Regions from separate parts of the Capra hircus genome. Here region 1 is linked to region 2. A link is a contact called in public Hi-C data. All regions are on one chromosome and are shown on one strand. Each heading gives the region's core, a stretch centred on a gene start, on an enhancer-like site or on the middle of the called end of the contact. The rest is flanking DNA. Distances are from core to core; before and after follow the strand shown. Region 1 has its middle 86 kb from the start of CAND1. Region 2 has its middle 220 kb from the start of IFNG.

What was found. A called contact is a pair of places that touch in the nucleus more often than the background predicts.
Region 1: a Hi-C map of blood shows a contact between it and region 2, with 5 times the contacts expected there. The contact joins two enhancer-like sites. A contact is called at or near these places in 3 of 5 Hi-C or Micro-C datasets (blood and liver).

The regions. Positions count from the first base shown.
Region 1 is chr5:45,770,738-45,777,071 of ARS1.2, reverse strand. No RefSeq gene overlaps it. Among named protein-coding and RNA genes, the nearest start is that of CAND1, 86 kb to the left of the region's middle. Within about 2 kb of position 2,506, at least 2 of the 5 cell types and tissues checked have an H3K27ac peak or open chromatin away from gene starts, as enhancers often do.
Region 2 is chr5:45,204,206-45,211,119 of ARS1.2, reverse strand. No RefSeq gene overlaps it. Among named protein-coding and RNA genes, the nearest start is that of IFNG, 220 kb to the right of the region's middle. Within about 2 kb of position 4,524, at least 1 of the 5 cell types and tissues checked has an H3K27ac peak or open chromatin away from gene starts, as enhancers often do.

The sequences.
Region 1 (6,334 bases), core at 1,257-3,756, 570 kb before region 2:
CTGAACATTTGCCTTTGAGCTTTCTTGATTACCCAAGATTATGTTGGAATACCCCTTCAACTGGAAGAGGATACAAGTATGTGTCTTCAGCAACAGCAGTGTTTACTTTCTTGAGAATTAAAGAAAATTATCTTTTTTAAAGCCTGAAATCCTACAGCGCCTTTTTGTGTTCTTGGTCTTTTCTTCCAGGAGATGGCGATAGAACACCATAAATATAAAATTACACTATGCAAGAGCTTTGCCCCTTGAGGTCTTCTATTGTCTAGCCTATGACCAATGTGGATTATTATTCAAGATTTGGGTCATTTGTGAGCTATTTCACTGCAAATAGTTAACTTCAATGCCATCGGTAAAGAAAGGACAGGAATACTTTCAGGTTAGTTACTCACTTCTTTTTCTACATTTTTTCCTTTTTTGAGTTTGTGTTGAGTGGAGAAAATAAATAGGATGGTCTCCAGGTGAGAGGTTCTAGGTTTTACTAGCTCTGTTGTGGGTGGGGCTTTTGAACCTACAGTGATTGCTTTTGTAGTAAATCAGTATGGCAGCAACGCTGTTTCCTAGCAACATGAAGATACTACAGGCTCTACTGATTTCTCAGGTAGCACAATGGTACAGAATTTGCCTGCCAATTCAGGAGACACAAGAGATGCGGGTTTGATCCCTAGGTCAGGAAAATTCCCTGGAGGTGGAAATGACAGCCCACTCCAGTATTCTTGCCTGGAAAATTTCATGGACAGAGGAGCCTGGTGGGCTACAATCCATGGGGTCTCAAAGAGTTGGACACAGCTGACCATGCACCGTACATACACAGGCTCTATTAGAAACTAATTTTTATAATACTCTCTGGTGTTCTTCACTGTTCATGTTTAGCACCTTTTGAAGTATTCAAGTTGGCACTTGACAATCCTCCTTCCTGTTTAAGGGATGTCTGCCAAGGAACAATTTCAGATGACCTTGATTGGACAATGGAAATTTCATATCCTGCTTGTCCATCTACCAGTTGACTTTCGGTATCCTTATTAGGAGAGAGAAGATGTTATCCCCAAGAGCTGCCTGCAGTGAACTACCTTTCACAGTGATCTAATCTGAAAATATCCATTGTTTGATTACCTTGGAGAATTTGCTAAAATAAAAAGTCTTTGATTTAGCAAAAACTATTTCAAACAGAACTGGAATAGGTATGCAAAAGGAAAGTCATTGGAGAGTTACATATCAGAGACTAGAAGAAGTGAGAGAATGGATATCTAGAGTAGGCCAGCCTGGCAGCCAACAATGGGAAATTTCTATAACGTGGCACTGAAGGCTTTTTTTATCCACAAAAAATATAATTGTATGGTAGTACTCCACAGTTGAAAAGTGGAAAAGAGAAATGCTTAATTCTTGGCCAGTACTTTTGTAGATGTTCTTTCACTGAAAGTTTTACACTGGAGAAGTTTTTTTTTTAAGGAAAAAATATTGATTTTTTTTCAAAGTATATATAGGTAGAGTGGCAACCAAGATAGTAGAGTAGGAAGACCCTGAACTCACCTCCTTCCATGGGCACACCAAAATTACAACTACTTACAGAGCAACTATCTATGAGCATAAGATAAAGACTAGCAGAAAAGATTCTCCACAACTAAAGACATAAAGAAGGAAACAACCAGATAGGTAGAAGGGTGGAGATGTGAGGCAGTCAGTTCTCCCTGGGTTGAAAGAAGGGGAAAGTGAAAGTCCTGTCCAACTCTTTGCATGGACTATACAGTCCATGGAATCCAGGCTAGAATACTGGAGTGGGTAACCTTTCCCTTCTCCAGGGGATCTTCCCAACCCAGGGATCAAACCCAGGTCTCCTGCATTGCAGGTGGATTCTTTACCAACTGAGCTATCAGGGAAGCCCTCTCCCTGGGTTGGAGAACCATAAAAGAGAGGAATATCATGATCATAGAGATTCTTCCCAAGGAGCAGGGTCTGAGCCCCATATTGGGCACCCCCGCTGGGAGTCTTGCATTCAGGGAAATGACTCCCTACAACATTTGGCTTAGAAAACCAGTAGGGTTCATTTTTGGGAGAGCTGAAGGGCTATAGGAAACAGAGACTCTGCTCTTAAAGGGTATGTGCAAAATCTCATATGCTCTGAGTCCCAGCACAGTGGCAGCAGTTTGAAAGGAGTCTGGGTCAAACCTACTCAGGGAGACTCCCAGAGATGCAGGAAGTAACTGGGGCACGTCTAGGGGTGTAGACATTGGCATCAGCTATTTTGGAGAGCCTCTTTTAGCACTATAACACTAGGACAGGCAGTGCCATTTCGGAACCGTCCCTCTCTGTACTGTAAGCACCAAGGATCTGGCCCCACCCAAGAGTGAGCTGGCACAGCTCCAAGCCACACCCCCCCAAACTGCACAGACAAATACTCTGGTACCTGGCTCCACCCATTTGTGTTTGACACCAGACCCACATCCTTCCAGGCCACATAGACAGCCACTTGGGAAGCCTACCCCACCCTCTATCAGGTCTGCAGTTACTGCATGAGTCATGACCACTTAGCCAACTTGGCTGAGAGTCAGCCCTCCCTGCCAGTGTACCCATGGTAGTCAGCCCTGTCACAACAGAAGGACACATGCAGCTGGCGTAGGGGGCACCCCTAGAGCATATATCTCTGGTGGTCACGGGAGCATGCTGCTGGACCCATAGGCTGTGTCCTGCATAAGGCCAAGAGCAGGACACATATCGGATCTAACTAAACATATAGACATAAACACAGAGAACTGGGCAACATAAAGAGACAGGAATATGTTCCAAATGAAGGCACATAATCCTTTTTTGAGGTTAACCTCAAAAATAGAGCTAGAGGAAGTAGAGATAATAAAGAATTCAAGGTGATGGTCATAAAGATGCTTAGGAGAAAACTGGATGAACACAGTGAGAATTTTCATAAAGAGAAAATAAAAAGGAACTAAACAGAGCTGAAGAGTTCAATAACTGAATTGAAAAATACAATAGAACGGCTCAACAGCAGACTAGATGGAGCAGAAGAATAAATCAGTAACTGGGAAGACAGGACGGTGGAATTCACCGAAACAGAGCAGCAAAAAGAAAACAGAATTTTAGAAAGTTATGACAACTTAAGAGACATATGGAACAACATCAAGCAAAATAATATTTGCATCAAAGAGGTCCCAGAAAGATAAAAGGGGCTGAAAGCTTATTTGAAGAAATAATAGCTGAAAAATTCCCTAACCTAGGGAAAGAAACATACACAGGTCCAGGAAACAAAGAGAGTCCCAAATGGGATCAACTAAAAGAGGTTGATACCAAGAAACATTATAACTAAAATGGCAAAATTTAATATGCACAGAGAATCTTAAAAACAGAAAGGGAAAAGCAACTAATGCTCCCATAAGACTGTCTGCTGACTTCTCAGGTGAAACTTTGCAGACCAGAAGGGAGTGGCATGATATATTCAAAGTGCTGAAATACTCCACTTAGCAAGGCTCTCATTCATATTTGAAGGAAAGATAAAGAGCTTTACAGACAAGCAAAAGCGAAAAGATTTCAGCACCACCAAACCAGCTTTATGGGAAGTGCTAAGAAAACTAAACAGAGAAGGAACTAAAAATATGAAAATTATAAAAGGAAAAAATGTCACTGGTAAAGGCAAACATGCACAGTAAAACTAGTCGAAAATTACAGGCCAATATCACTGATGAACATAGACACAAAAACCCTCAACAAAATAGTAGCAAACAGAATTCAATAATACATTTAAAAGATCATATACCATGACCAAGTGGGATTTATCCCAGAGTTGCAAGGATGCATCAATATCTACCAATCAATGTGATAAATCACATTAACAAATTGAAGAGTAAAAATTACATCATGATCTCAAGAGATATAGAAAAAGCTCTTGTCAAAATTCAATATTCATTTATATTCAACATTCTCAACAAACTGGATATATAAGGAACATACTTGAACATATAAAGGCCATATGTGACAAGCCCACAGCCAACATCATATTCAATGGTGAAAAGCTGAAAGCACTTCTTCTAGAATTAGAGATTAGTGATAAGACAAGGATACCCCCTTTCACCACTTTTATTCACCACAGTATTATAAATCCCAGCCACAACAATCAGATAAGAAAAAAAATAAAAAGGGAAAACAAATTGGAAATGAATAAGTAAAACCCTGTTTGTAGTTGACATTATATATAAAATACCCCAAAGATGCCACCCAAAATATTAGAATAAATGAAATCAGTAATGTTCCAGGTTATAAACTTAATATACAGAAATTTGTTACATTTCCATACACTAACAACAAACTATCAGAAAGTGAAATTAAGAAAATAATCCCATTTACCATTACATCAAAAAGAATAAAATACCTAAGAATAAATCTAACCAAAAAGGTAAATAACTTGTACTCTGAAAACCAAGACACTGACAAAAGACGCTGAAGATGACACACTCCCAATGCAAGGGGCACTGCTTCCATCTCTGGGGAGATCCCACATGCCACAGCTAAGAGTTCATATGCCACAAATAAAAACCCTGCCTGCTGCAACTAAGACCTGGTGCAGCCAATTAAATAAATTAATAGATAAATATTAAAAAAGAAAAAATATCCTTTGAGGAGGACATACTTGTATAAGAGGGAGCATGTAGTGGAAATAATATATTAAAATGTAAGTGAATTATTTTTCATTCCTCTTTCCCTTAACTCAAGATCATTTTTTCCTGCAGCCTTTCTGTCAGCGTGACTCCCAGGAGAGTGATGGGTATAAATAACACTTCGAGGGAGAAGGAAATAATCTGCAATAAGGCCCTGTCAAATAGGACCAAGAAGTAAAAGAAAATTCTTCCGATTTGAAGACGAGTTGGAGAGATGGGAGGGAGGCAGAGCAGGAGTGGGGAGAATGAGATGCCAAAGTCCTTGCTTCATTCTGCTTTCTTAGGGGTGAACCACAGTAAGGCTTGAGCTATAGAAACATTTGTGTAAGCCTGAAGGAACATGGTGAAGTGAGTGGCCAAGTTCCACAGGCATAGTCTAGGGCAGGCTGCAGGCGTCTAGAAATCCTGTAGTTAAACTGGCACTATTTGCAACCATCTTGGAAAACAATGCGGAGATTCCTTAAAAAGCTAGAAATTGAGTTGCCATATGATTCAGCAATCCCACGCCTGGGCACATAACAGAGAAAACCATAATTTGAAAGACACAGTGTTCATAGCAGCACTATTTGTAATAGGAAGAACACGGAAGCAACCTAGATGTCCATTGACAGAGGAATGAATAAAGATGTGTGTGGGTACACAATGGAATACTTAACTATAAAAAAAGGATGAAATAATACCATTTGCAGCCACACGGATAGACCTAGAAATTATACTAAGTGAAGTAAGCCAGACAGAGAAATACAAATAGCAGAGAGGTGCTGGAAGTGAAGGGAAGTGACGTTGTGTCCGACTCTTTGCGACCCCCTGGACTGTAGCCTACTGGGCTCCTCCATCCATGGGATTTTCCAGGCAAGAGTACTGGAGTGGGTTGCCATTTACTTCTCTAGAGGATCTTCCTGACCCAGGGATGGAACCTGGGTCTCCCGCATTGTAGGCAGACGCTTTACTGTCTGAGCCACAAGGGAAGCCCGAGGTGCTAGAAGAATTTTTAAAAGTAGGGGAAGGTGAGGTAAACCTGAGATTAACCACTTATAGGTGGAATCACTTATATGATATCACCTATATGTGGAATCTAAAAGCTGACAAATGAACATATTTACAAAACAGAAATAGGCTCACAGACATAAAAAAAAAAACAAAAAACTTATGGTTACCAAAAGGGAGAGTGGTGGGGGAGGGATGAATTAGGGGCTTGGGATTAATAGATACATACTACTATATATAAAATAATCAACAAGGTCCTACTGTATAGTACAGGGAACTATATTCCATATGTTGAATAAACCATAATGGAAGGGTCTGAAAATATATATATATAATATATACGTAACTGAGTCACTTTGCTATACTCCAGAAATTAATATATTGTAAATGAACTATATTTCAGTTAAAAAAATAAAAAACAATTGGCACCATATCAAAATTAGAGAAAGAATAATACAGTGGAATGGTGTGATGGAATGAAGAAAGGGAGAGAGAGAGTCCTGAGGCCACAGGGAACCACAGCTTGCAGGAGATCTCAGAGCCCCTGTATGCCCTGATGATGGGATTTGGAGCTGCTCAGAGCCCAGGGAATCGGAGGCAGAGGCTTGGTAGCAGAAGAAATAAGTGCAGAATCTGAGCACCTATCAACTGGAGGCAAATGGCTGAAATCACAGACTGTAGTAGCAGAT
Region 2 (6,914 bases), core at 3,275-5,774:
TGCAAGAAGCTGGGATGTGCAGTCTCTTATCTCGACATGGTGTTGGCAAAATAAAAGCATACCAACCATGGTGTAGGTTAGGAAAGAGCAGGTAGGGAATGACTGAATAGTCCTACAGGGCAGAGGAGAAGATGGAAAGGGAAGTTACGACTCACTCCCCAGTGTATCCAGAACACAAAAGAATTGGCAAATTTTCTTCCCCTGTGATCTAAAGATAAACAGAAAATTGAGGGATTTCTCTGAATAAAATAGGACCACCACTCTATTAAACATACACATGCAAAAACAGATCCATCTTTCATGGATAAATGCAAAAATAGGAATATGGCTATGGAGGAAAATGCTTCCCTTCGCAGCTGTATCTTCCAGTCAAATATCATTTTGTGTGCATGTGTGTATCAATGCAGCCCAACCCTACTGAGGTCCCATTATAAAAGTCAATAACTCAAGTTCATTCCTAGGATATTCCCAAAGAACAGGTACGGATCAGCACTTCCTTGGATCCTATCGGTGGCATTACGAAATTAATTCTTCAAATCAGTATGTGCTGGGGGCACGGGGCAGTCCATCTGGGAAAGAGGCCTGAGCATGGAGGCCAAGCTTCAGGGAACAATGGGATAGAGACAGACCAGACAGGACAGGCCATCAGGAACACTGTGCAGAAAAATTCCCGCCACCTCTGCCAGCTCCTGAGCTGCCTGTGCAAGGGGATTTCTACTATTACTCCATCAGCTGGTTTATCTTGCCAGAATGGCTCGTTGAGAGGAGACTATTTACTTGCCAGTTCAATCAGTTTCTCTGGCTACTTGATATAGCAGCTTTCAAAACATAAAGTTGAAAAACAAATGTTAAAGCTTGAGTTATTCTTTTCAGGAAGATGATGAATCATTCTATAGACAGGAATAACAAAGATTCCTGGGAATAAATACAGCGGAGAGGTTGCCATGATAACCTTTAGAGGAGGCACTGGGACTCCTTTCATGATCTTTGTCCCAGAATTCAGGGACCATTGCTCTGGAACTCTATTAATACAGATACATGAAAATTGTTGTTACTGGAAGTGTTACACGCTTATGCAGTGCAAAAACTGACCATTTTCAAATGGGCAAATTCAAGGGCAAACAAAGTTTGACTATAAATCCACAGAATGATGATGTTTATTTTTTCAAAAAGACACAAAAACTTAAATCTGCCTAACAATGATTTTATCTTACGAAAATTCAGTTGCTAAGCCTTAAAACTGTATTTACTACTCCTGTTGGTTTTTGATAACTGTTAAAAGTGAAAGTCGCTCAGTCATGTCCGACTCTTTGCAACCCCATGGTCTGTAGGAATTCTCCAGGCCAGAATTCTGGAGTGGGTAGCCGTTCCCTTTTCCAGGGGATCTTCACAACCCAGGAATTGAACCACAGTGTCCTGCACTGAGGGCAGATTCTTTACCAGCTGAGCAACCAGGAAAGCCCTGTAAATGTGGGTGTTTTTAAGAGCAGCAGGTGCTGAACTGAGGATTCTCATTATTTAAGGGATAATAGTAAAAATCCTGCTTTCATGTACTTCAGGGTCCTCAGAGGCTACAATTGCCAACACAAATAAAAATAAATAAAATAAAATAAAACAAAGTGCAACCCATCTCTGGTAATACCTTCAGCATCCCTATCACTTAAGCCAGAAACTCTGTGCCTCAAGTTCTTGGGGTCATCTCATGGTTCAACTAGGATGCCTGATATCAGGCCCTGGTGTCTCCAAACTCTCCAGATATCAGCAAGAATTAGGGTACCAAAGCTTCATCTTGGTCACACCCAAGATCGTCCTCAGCGTAAGTATCAGAACTTTTTCTCTTTGTGTTTGGCTAAATACCAATTGTCTATTTGCAAAACGAGTGGTTTATGTAAATGTAATTGATGCATTATATCAGCAAATGGGTTACTTGCAAGGATGTCCCACTGCTTAAATGCTTGCTCAAGGGAATTCAGTAACACTGACTGCAAGGCGTAGTAAGTGCTAAGGTTTAGATCTGCCCACAACATCTGCCCACAACTGATTTAGATTTGTTCACATTTGGTTTTTGATTCAGGAACGCCAGCCTGAGGGCTAGATGGAGGTGAAGGAGACAGTCAGTTACAGAAGCTGGCCCTGGAAATTGTCAGCAGTCAGGTTAGAACACAGGAGCAGGAAAATCACCCTAGTCTCTTCTTTTTAATGGAAAGGACTTAGTTGTCTTGTAGAAAACGTGCTTTAAAAATTGATGTCTCTGAGGCTCAGATAAACAGGACAAACTGAAGGGGGCAAGGAGCAGGGGTCAGCAAATGTATTATTACCAGTTTCACACTCACTAGATGTCTGACCTTGACCAGATTTCTTAAGCTCTCTAAACCTTAAGTTTTCTCATCTCTAAAATGGGAGTCTTGGTGGTATTTCAATTTTTGGAAAGAAAATGTTCCATACGTAGCCTTGAAACAAAGAGCAGAATGTCTAATGAATTGTTAAATTTCCTTATCTCCCGTCAAGAGGAACATTCGTTAATAGATCAGAAGATAGTTTTTAGTAACCATAGCATGCCCTGAAATGCTCAGTTTTACCTCTGACTTGTCAAATGGTTATATAATGATACTTAAATCAGAATCACATGGAAACCTTGTGAAATGTTGAAAGCATATTGCCTCCCCATATCAGGAGGTTGGGATTCTGCAATTTTGACAAGGAATCTGCATTTTTTTACCAACCTTGCTGATGATTTGGAGGCATGTCCAAACTTGAAACCCAACAGGTTAGGGCAATGTCAGTATAATAATAGAAAAAAGTCATTTTGATTTACTTTAATAATGTTATCATTAAAGTAAATTAAAAGATACATCCAATCAGTTAATAAAATTACAGATCTAGGCTTTTAAAAATGTAAGTACTGCTGAAATCTCTTAGTGATTCAATTTAGCTAAGCCATGAAGTAGAAACTGTAAAGCTTCTTGATTTCACAGATGGTAAAATTCCAGTTCAAATGCCATGCCTCTCAGTGAAACCTCCCTGACAGTCTCATCCTCCTGTGTGGGATTAATTAAATCTCTTGATTTCTGGCTGTTAGCAAACTATATTTAGATTCACTGTTTACATGGCCCTACCTACCATGAGCTTCTTTCTGGAGGGGGAAACACTAGCCATGCGATCGATCTTCTCCCCTTTTCAACATAGTACCAGGCACACATGAACCATTAAGTAAATAAGTACTGAATTTCACCATAAATTTCTTAAACTAATTTACACTTATTTTATAAAACTAAGAATATGTAGAAAATTTAGATGTAACTACTGGCAACATTTTGATATATTTGTTTGATTATGCAAGTCCATTCATCTCTTTAAGAAAAGATGTTTCCTAATCTCAAGTTGTTTCTCCTACGAAGGAAAAGTGAAGCAATTTGCTTAAAAACTTCCCCCTAAGTTAAATATTGATTTAGCAACTTTTATTAATATAATCCCCTCTTCTCTACTGTGTAACTGTTTTTAAATGGATTGGCAATGGATGAATAATAAGCAACTCCTTTTACAAATATTTAAAGACACCATTCAAACAAAACAAAAACCTCTTTCCACATCAATTTAGTGAGGCCTTAATTATTCTTCCTAAGCACACAGTATAATAAAAACATGGAACACACACACTCAGTTTACCTCCTGCTGAAATGACATGAGAGAAGGTTCTAGAGAAGTGCTGAAGGGCACTGGTAATTGCTCCCTCACTCGTTATGCCTCTAAATCAGCAGATGAGCCAGAAGCAGAGAGGCAGCAGAGGCAACAGCATTGAGTTTTGTGGAGACGTGGCTACCCTAGACTGTTCCTCTCCTTAGGGAGCTCACAGTCTGTGGAGAAGACAGGTACGTGAAACAGTAATTGCCAGGTAAGGTGAAAAATGCCTTGTGGAAGATACAGAGTTGTGCTATGAGAGAGAAGAAAGAGGAAGAGCTGCCTGAGCATCAGGTCTGATAGACTGGAAGGGTGAATAAGAATTCACCCAGAGATGTTCATAAGGTTAGGAATTATGTTTACTGAGCTTGCTTTTTAGGTAGCTCAGGTCTGCACCCTCAAAAAGAGTCTTTTAAAAAGTTTGACAATAAAATATGTGAGCGTATGAGCCGATAAAGGATCAGGGGTAGTGCAGTCACCTCAGCAGATGCTAACAGCCCAGCAATAAGTTTAGACCACATAAAACTAGTTATACTCATGAAAATGCTGGCAGCAGGGTGACCAACTTACCAGTAGAGGAAAAAGGAAAGACTCATAGAATATGCTGGATTTATTCATTCTTCCCAATAAAGACTAAGCTCCTTCACATGCTTTTGCTAATTCATGACTTTTCCAATTTATAGTCCAGAGACACACTGTGCTGTTTTTAAACAGCTGTTGTAAGTAATACACAAGATTTTATTTAGACCACATCACCTTAATTTTTATTTCTGCCTCATTCAGCTCAATGTCAGCACATTTGTTGGTCATAAATTGGGTGTTTACTTAGATTACCTAGTGACACCTAGTGGCAGAGACTGGGACCAAAGGCTACTTTAGCAGTGAAGCGAGTGCATCCATCTTCATGTTTTGCTCCATGAAAGCCCTCATACTCCAAGTGTTCTTTTCAACTCATTCTAATGATGTGCAGTGGTTAATTTTATCTGTCAACCTGACTGGGCCAGTAGGCTTCCAGATTAAAAATTATTACTGGGTGTGTATGTAAGAATGTTTCTGATGAGAATAACATTTGAATCAGGGCACTCAGCAAAGTAGATCACCCTCTCCAAAGTGAGTGAGCACCATTCCTTGAGGACCTGAATAGGAAAAAAAAAAGAGAAGGCAGAGAAAGAAGGAATTATCCCCCTTTGCTTCCTGTCTGTCTGCTTGAACTGGGACTTTGAACTTCTCCTGCCCTTGGACTGGGGTTTATATTATACCATCCGGCCCCCTGGCTCTCAGGCATTCAGACTCAGACTGGAATTATACCACTGGCTTCTCTGGGCCTCCGCCTTGCAGACAGCACATTGTAGGACTTCTCAGCTTCCATAACTGTATGAGCCAATTCTCCATAATAAATCTTTCCATATCTAAAGCTATATACACAGCTATATATCTCGCTGGTTCTGTTTCTCTGGAGAACTCTAATGCTAGATTCTAAAGCAAATCTATGCAAGCAGCTTGACCTGAAACAGAAGTGATAAGAGAGAGAAAAAGGAGAAAGAGAAGAACAAGAGGGACAGAGAGAGGAGAAGAGACCTCTGGTTGAAACTGAAGAGCTGTTTTAAAGTTGCAGAGGAGCCAAGGTCAGTTATGAGGGTATTTATTATTTGGCCACATTCATAAGAAGAAATGGAGCTTCCAAGTGGTGCAGTGGTAAAAAGTCCACCTGCTAATACAGGAGATGCAAGAGACATGGGTTCAATCTCTGGGTTGGGAAGATCCCCTGGAGTAAGGAATGACAACCCACTCCAGTATTCTCTCCTGGAAAATCCCATGAACAGAGGCGTCTGGCGGGCTATAGCCCATGGGGTCGCAAGAGCCAGACATGGCCTAGCACACAGCATACACACACACATAACAAGAAATAGAGAGAGAAGTCCATCTGTTGATTCAGAAGATGTATGAGAACCTCTGGCAGTCTGAAGAAGAAAGACTATTTTGTTTCTATCTTTTCCACTCAGATTTGAGAATATGGAATAAACATGTCTATGATAATTTCAAAGTCCAAGATACATCCAAACGCAGACTTTAAACATAATTATTTTCATAAATTATAAAATGCCTTTCACACATCTCAATCTCTGTCCCCTCTGTCCCTTCTTTATTCACCTTATCACGTCCACTTGCGTTTCCCACTAATGGATGTCTTGAGATGTGAACATTAATCTCATATAGAGCAACATTCAGTGTTGCTCTAAAAATAAAGTGGTGATTTGCTACCCTGGCATATCCTGTCAGAAAACCAATCAATCTACTAAAGTAATAAAAAAGCAAAACAAGTACAGTCATTAGGAAAATGAATTTAAAAAACAAAAGTATAACAAAGTTACTAGAAGAAGTGAGGGTGCATGTGACCACTTTACATGAGTTGAAGGTCTGAATCCTCGACGAATCTCATCCAAGGGTTCTGTGGGAACTTAAGCAAGAAGCTGCTGCCTGAAATCTTTGAGAAAACACACAGAACAGGAATAATGTTACAGGGCTGGACTCAATTTTAAAAACTAGAACAGATTTCTGAGAATGCAGACCGGGGAACCCTCAACATGGTTTTATTGTTTAGTCCCTAAGTCATATCTGACTCTGGGCTATATAGCCTACCAGGCTCCTTTGAACACGGGCTTTCCCAGGCAAGAATACTAGAGTAGGTTGCCATTTCATTCTCCAAGGGATCTTCTCAACTCAGAGATCAAAACTGCATCTCCTGCATTGGCAGGTGGATTGTTTACCACTGAGCCACCTGGGAAGCCCAGGAGGAGCTGGCCCTGTTCTTCATGGTCCAGTTCCCTTTCCAACAGTAGGGTTCATCACCTATGTGTTTAGCCCTTTATGTTTCTGGGCCCGTCGGAACTTTATCTGAAACACTAGGAGCTACTTGCTCCTTGGAGGTGGAATTCAGAGATGGTGTTGTGTGGAGCAGCCTTGATTCTGAGGTTCAAGTGTTTTGTGGGCACCTGGGTGAACTGAAGTGTTTCTGAGACACCAAAGTACCAGGCAGCAAGGCTGATTCTAACCTCTGCCTATGGAGGGTGTGTGGCATCTATCGGGTCTCCATACCTTTCCCAGAGGACTGAGGAAAGTAGGGGATGACCATGAGGATTCTCCATACTTTTAGAGGATCTTCCCAAAAGCCATGAAACATGACAGTGGGATTTCAGGCAGGGGTGGGAGATATTTGGAGGAGAAGAGAAGCATTG